2 separate regions of the Anser cygnoides genome follow, and region 1 is linked to region 2. The links are chromatin contacts, called in public Hi-C maps. All regions are on one chromosome and are shown on one strand. The core of a region is the stretch at or near the end of the contact, and the rest is flanking DNA. Distances in the headings are between cores, read along the strand shown.

Region 1 (3,164 bases), core at 532-3,031, 310 kb before region 2:
GCAGCGCCCGTCAGTGCAGACACCACAGAACTTAGCTCTGTAGGTCTTCACGCTGGTGCAGCCAGACAGCTCAAACTTGATGGGCTTGGAGATTTTGGGGGTGCGAATGCACTTTTTGCCTTTCTGTTGGGATATAAGTGAATACAACATGTTTAGAAGGTAGGCTTTGATGTAGCACTAAGCTTAAATGTTAAAAGCAGGCAGATGCACGAATCCTTACAATGCTTTCAACAGGAGAAAGTGTTTACATAGCATCATAATAACGTGTGAAAGAGAATTATAAGGACATTTAACTGCAAAATATTCACTACTGGGGCAAAACTCAAACTTCATGATGAGCCACTTGAAACTTACTACTGAAACTTACTACCTATCAGAATGCCATGTTCTTTGGTGAGATATTTTTTTGCCAGCTGATGAAAGCATCCTAATAGATCATACATTAAAGCTGAGACTCTTTACCTTGATATTTTCCTCCAGGTCCACTTCACAAGGTCTGACCATGCAGAGCCTGCTCTGTTTCTCCAGTCTGCAGAAGGCATTATCGTTGGTGACCCTGGTTGAGATGCCCATGCCGCAGGTCTTGGAGCAGGCACTCCATTCGGTGGTCTGCACCAGGCAGTTGGCACGCATCATGGTCGGGTCCGGACCGTAAGTGTCTTCCAGTCTGTACGCTGCAGGGGACAGACAACCAGGATGAGGCTACCATCCGAGTTTGCACCCTGCTAGATGCTCTGTCCCCTTCCCAGGGAAATTTCCGTAACTATGCTTATCTGCAGGGCAACCCCACTCACTGCTGCCCTCCGGCTGCTGGGGCAGCCCCACATCAACCCACCCTGCTACACCTGACCCCAAGCAGGCACCCCTTTCCCCTCAGCCCACCACCCACGGAGGGACCCCCACTCACCAGCAAGAGCAGGTCCCACAGCAGTCTGCTCCTTGGGCTCGTCACAGACCCACTCCTCGCAGCACTTGCCGGGGAGCTTCACCCTCCGCGGGAAGGGGCAGTCGGGGCTGGGCAGGCGCACGTCCATGCTGCAGAGGGGCACGCAGCCCACCGCCCCGTCCAGGCAGGTGCACTGGTACTTGCAGCTGCTCTGGAAGGACTCCCCGCTCCGGTACACCATGCCGCCGAAGACACACGGGGCGCCGTCCCGAGCTGCGGGGGCAGGAGGCGGAGAAGGGTCAGGCTCAGCCCCGGCCGCCGGGACCCCGTCCCCCGTCCCCCGTCCCCGGTGCCGGTCCCCACTCACCGGTGCAGACGCCGATCCTGCGGTTGGCGGGGGAGCCGAAGTCGCAGAAGAGCCCCTTGTGGTGGTCGCAGGGGTCGCGCTCGGTGCACAGCTCGCCCAGCTGCTTGGCGCACACCCGGCAGCAGCCGCAGCCGTCGAGCACCAGGGAGACGCCGGCGGGGCAGCTGGGGCCGGGCCCGGCCCCGCACTGGCACTGCCCGCTGCACTCCTGCCCGCGGGCCTCGTCCTGCGCCGGCGGCGGGGGGAGAGAAGGAGACAGCGGCCGTCAGCGCCGCCACGCCGTGCCCGGGCCGGCCGGGGCAGCAGCGGCGGGCGGCGGCGGCACTTACCGGGCCGAGGAGGGCGACGAGGAGGAGGAGGGCGGCGGCGAGGCTGGACGGGGACATCCTGAGGCGGCTGCGAGGCGAGGTCCCGGGAGAGCGCTTCCCTTCAGCGGGGCCGGTGCGGGCGGCGTCTGAGCTGCGCGGCTCGGCTCGGCTGTGCTGTGCTGTGCTCGGTGCTCCGTTAGCCGCCGGGACAGTGGCTGCGTGACTGCGGAGCCCGGCGGCGGGCGCCCCTTTATAGGCGGCGGCGGCGCGGCCCCGCCAATGGGCTGAATGGGGCCGCGCACCAGCAGCCGCATTCCCCGCATTCCTGCGCGCCGCGCCGCCCGCCCCGCCCCGGAGCGGCCCTGACCCCTGGCTCCCGCATTCCTCCGCCTCCCCCCGTTCCGCCCCCCTTTTCCCTTTTTTTTTTTTTTTTAGGGAAAAAAAAAATCGCCGTGTTTTCCTCACGCCGCGGCCCGCCCCGCGCCCGGCCGGTTGCTAGGGGCGGCCCGGGAATGCTTCGCCCCCCCCTCCCCAGGCCCTCGCCGGCCGGTGCCCGCCGCCCGTCCCGGCGTATTCCGAGCGTTTTGTTACGACCAAAAAAGGTATAATTACCCCGCGGGGTGTATAAATTGACTCTGTGTCCTCCTGAATCATACCGAATATTTGTAATGTGTTCCTTTCCTAATAGATGCTCTCTATGAATAGAGAGAGTGCCTATTTACTCTGAAATATTTGGCACAACGGAGCGAGTCTGGAGCATGGAAGAAGTGGCTATTATTTTCCCGCTGCCTGTGTGCAGCTGTCATCCCCGAGCAACACAGTCTTAGCACAGCCCCGCTTCCGAAGCTCCCTGTCAGACCGTCCCGGGAGGACAACCAGGCGCGCCACCGCGCTCAGCCGAAACCCCAGCACCGTGCCTTGGATCTGACCGAACCCCAAACCTACGTGTTGTGGTTTGGATTAAATCCTTGCAGATAACTCTTAGGCTTTGCATTTTCTTTTATTTATTTATTTATTCATAGGCCAGAAGGATGGTTCTTCCCCCCGCTCCCCGTGTACCAGTTGAATATTCAGTGATGTCACGTTGTTTGACCTCCGCTTTGGCACGAGGAATGCCTGCGTTTTGACTCTTGACCCGCAGAAGTATGTTAGCATTTAACGAGAGAGATTGCCTTCGTGCATCTTGTTAGGCAAATTGGAATCTGGTGGGTGTCTTAAAAGACAGCATCTTCTGCATGTAGTCATTCTCCCGCTGCCATATCCCTCCCTCTTTCCATTCCTCTGTACACATGCGTGCTCATATCCATGCTATGACACTGCAATATGTATTCACAGGATTCTTGAGGGAAGAAGATACATTTTCATGTAAAGCCCCAATAGGATATATTGTACTGTAAAACTGTCTTTATATTCTGCCAGCCCTGTACTTTGGCTGCTAAAGTCATTTGGATGTCATTCCGTCTACTTGAAGTTCTCCATTAAAAGAAATGAGATTGGCTCTGAAAGAGAAGAAGTCCCAGAGGAACGGTTATGGTAAATAATATATGTTCTCAAACATGAGGCCGCCCGAAATCTCTATTTACTTGAAGGACTCCAATGGCCT
Region 2 (3,297 bases), core at 87-2,586:
GTAAAAGTAAACTTTTGCCAACAGTCTTCAGCAGCAGTCTCAACACTGTTTTCATAAGAAAGCCAAAGGTTTGTCGTTTTGCACAGGCATTAAACAAGTTGGTAGGAAAAGCAGAATATAGAAAACAAAGAAGCTGACCTTGTTGCAAAATTTACAGTACGTACCTGCAGGTTTACAAGACAAAGAAATCCATCCTTTGTACTCCTTCACATTAATATAAACATGCTACAATGTATATAGGCTTAAAAATGTATTTCTTATATTGTCTTATAGATTTTGTGATTACAGATTTCTTACTGTAGCTAATTCTCACCTAGACATTTGATACATTATAGATGTAACCCTAAAACTACCTAAACCACAGACATTTGTCTGGACTCATGAACTTGTATAAATTTATTGATAAAAACCGAATTTGAAATAGATTCAGACAGTGCCACCTGGATCACAGAGGTGAAGCGTCTTGTTCCTTCAGACATACACAGTGATCTTAAGAGAATTTGATTTTAAGCAACAACTAGCTTCAAAACCTTTAGGTATAAGTCAGCGTCCCTTTCCTTCCTCAACAGAGAAGCATGGTAGCCACAGCCTCTCCTCCTGAAAGCTAGAAACACCTCCGCTGTCCTGTTTCAAAAGCAAGTACCGAGATGGCCTTGGCACTGAAGAGGAAAAGCGAAACTGCTGGAAACCTAGCATTACTTTTTGTAAGTCAGAGGCCCCTAAATTCCCAGCTTCACTACTGATCACAGTATTCATAATGCCTTCCTTGTTTAACCAGCTTTTTGCCCCTGTGCAGGGAATTCAGGGTGGCAAAGCGCTGGCTGCTCCTTAGGTGCCTCTCAGTTCATCAGCTCTGACGCTCAGGTGTCCCAGAGAGCTGAAAGCATAGGCCTAAATCACAAGGCCATAGATCTGTGCCATAAATACACTGATAATCATCAGAAACCAAAGATGAGAGCACAGTTCTGACTGGCTCCTAGGTGACCTCATCCCTCCAGGTTTTTCTTTCCCTACTTCCTGGTTGTTCCAGCTTCCCACACCTTGTGGCAACGACCAGGAACTCTGACAACAGGAGTAATCCTCCTACCAGAGGTCCTTTCTGCCCCTCTGGGCAATACCAATCCCATGACAGAGCCTGAATGGATCTTGTGCACGACTTGAATCCATTCCAGTGCAAAGCTCGATGCCTTAGCTCGTGCTCCTTGGATATGCAGAAGTAGCTGCTGGACTTTGCTCCGGAGCTGCAGAAGCACACGCACTGTGTGCACACAGACATTTTTTCCAGAAGTCGTCAGAGGCAGGCTAATGACTGTGGCCAGCCCTGCGCTGGAGGTCGAGGCAGGTGCTGGCATGTAAGGACGACCAATGGTTCTTTCGGAGCTCACACAGCAACTCCAGGGGGAGCAGCACCTTGTCAGCCAGGGGCTGGCAGCAAGCCACCGCAGCCGGAAAGTCCTGCAGGAAGCAGACTGCGCAACACCACTCGATCCAAATGCATTTTCTCCAAGCAACTGCCATCTCACCTGCCAAAGGAAGCAATCTCACTCTTCCCACCTCAGAATGAGTATTAGAAAGAAGCAATACTGTATTAGTAAGAAGATTTTTCATTCCTCTTCCAGCATTCCTAATCTATACTTCCTAATATGTAACAATTACCTGTTGAAAGCTACTCGGCCACTCTCCGAGCAGTCACATGCTCAGGAACAGGTCAGCCATGGTTAATGATGAGCCAGAGGAACAATTAAGACCTAACCTGAATTCCTACTGAGAAAATTACTTAAGAGCCAGCTTATGTTTACTTTTACTGGGCCAAACAGTGGTTCCATTTATAGGCAGCGGAAGCTCTTCCTCCAGGTCAAAAGAATAAAAAAGGGCACAGAATAGAATAGCAATGCTGCTTCATATAAAAGGCCTCATTTTCCCTACGTGAGTTGCAGGAGTAGTGAGATTTACAGTGGAAATATATATATATGTATATATTTTTTTTTATAAAGATAGGATTATTTGAGAAACGTGCTCCTGACAGATTTGCAATACATTGTATTTATTCCATAGATGAAAACGTATTTCAAATATTGGATCACACACTGTACTTGCTTAACAGCTGGCTTTTAGCTGGCTAGGGAAGAAGAAAGTCTTACCTCCTTTCTCCTTGTCTTCCCTTATTTTTCAGACAGCTCTGCAAATCTTTTCCAGCACTACAAGTAAACCCACATAATTGATTGTTCTGCTGCTTGAACATGAAAATGTTTAAGATCACATAGGAAGTTTCAACTTAAAATACAAATAAATAAAACGAAGATCAAATATAGACAACTTCTTGCCTATAACAATATAGGAGCAAACGCAACTATCCCCGAGAACTAGTCATCACTAGGCAGGCTGTAACACCAGTGTATTCTTGCAGAAGAAAAGGAAAAAACAAATCCTTGAGTAAAATCCTAATGTTGGAAAGGCCTTCATCCACTGAGAGGGAAATGATGAGAGGACTGCAGGTCACCCACCTTCTCTGGTAGGACTGAGAGATGTCCAAGCACTACACTCATCTCCTAGCATGAGACAAGGGAAACAGATGATGGTCCTGACTTGGAGCACTAACCAATAACTCCAACTACAGGAGAGATGCCTTCCCAACTTACCCATGATCAGCCACCTTCCCATTCAGTTTCATGTTACTCAGTTTAACATTTAGAAAACCAAACTTTAAAACCCTCAATTGGCCGTGAACATCTTCACCTTGTTGCAGCCTCACAGCTGAAGAGTGAGGTGAATCAACACACAGCCCACAGAATCCTTAAAATGAAGCCACAACAGAGAAGCGTGAAATTGGGGGAAAAAATTTACTTAATAAGTGCTGCTTATTACCACTTTGCAGCCTGAAACTCACTTCTTATTTGGATCATACAAGACTGCATTTTAGCCACGGAGCAGCAATTTCCCTAAGTGCTACAGTCCAAGCCTGAACAACCACATTGCCCGATTTAATAAAGCTACTGCCTAATGATTCCACAGGAAGTGCAGCGCCCACTGGGCATGCACGGAAAAAGCACGAGCAGTAAACACCACATATCAGCCTACAAAGAGGACAACAACCAGCCAAGCAGGCAGGGCAGGTACAACGAAATCTGTACTGCAGGACAGCAACGCCTGGGACCCGTCACAGGAAGAAGGAGAGCTGTTTCAGCCAGCACCTACAGCTGCTCCTGAATGTGAGCTGTAATAGTGAGGGGTCTCCCCCCCGCCACTTTTACTTGAGAAGGGACAGATTGGGTTTTAGTCACTGCAAAGAGACCATAG

Evidence for each region. Hi-C and Micro-C count contacts between places; a contact is called where the count stands out from the background.
Region 1: a contact with region 2 is called in a Hi-C map of granulosa cells, with 2.1 times the contacts expected there. The contact joins the promoter of CCN2 here to the enhancer-like site in region 2. A contact is called at or near these places in 2 of 7 Hi-C or Micro-C datasets (granulosa cells and liver).

Annotation. Positions count from the first base shown.
Region 1 is chr3:62,897,042-62,900,205 of Taihu_goose_T2T_genome, reverse strand. It overlaps CCN2 (cellular communication network factor 2), which reads right to left and starts at 1,781. Exons shown (of 5, transcript XM_048075774.2): 1 at 1,583-1,781; 2 at 1,254-1,479; 3 at 908-1,159; 4 at 463-674; 5 at 1-123. The coding sequence starts at 1,639. It overlaps LOC125184219 (a long non-coding RNA gene), which reads left to right and starts at 1,943. Exons shown (of 4, transcript XR_010830386.1): 1 at 1,943-2,163; 2 at 2,250-3,164.
Region 2 is chr3:62,581,715-62,585,011 of Taihu_goose_T2T_genome, reverse strand. The region is part of intron 2 of STX7 (syntaxin 7); the gene reads right to left. Among named protein-coding and RNA genes, the nearest start is that of STX7, 16 kb to the right of the region's middle. Within about 2 kb of position 1,336, at least 1 of the 3 cell types and tissues checked has open chromatin away from gene starts, as enhancers often do.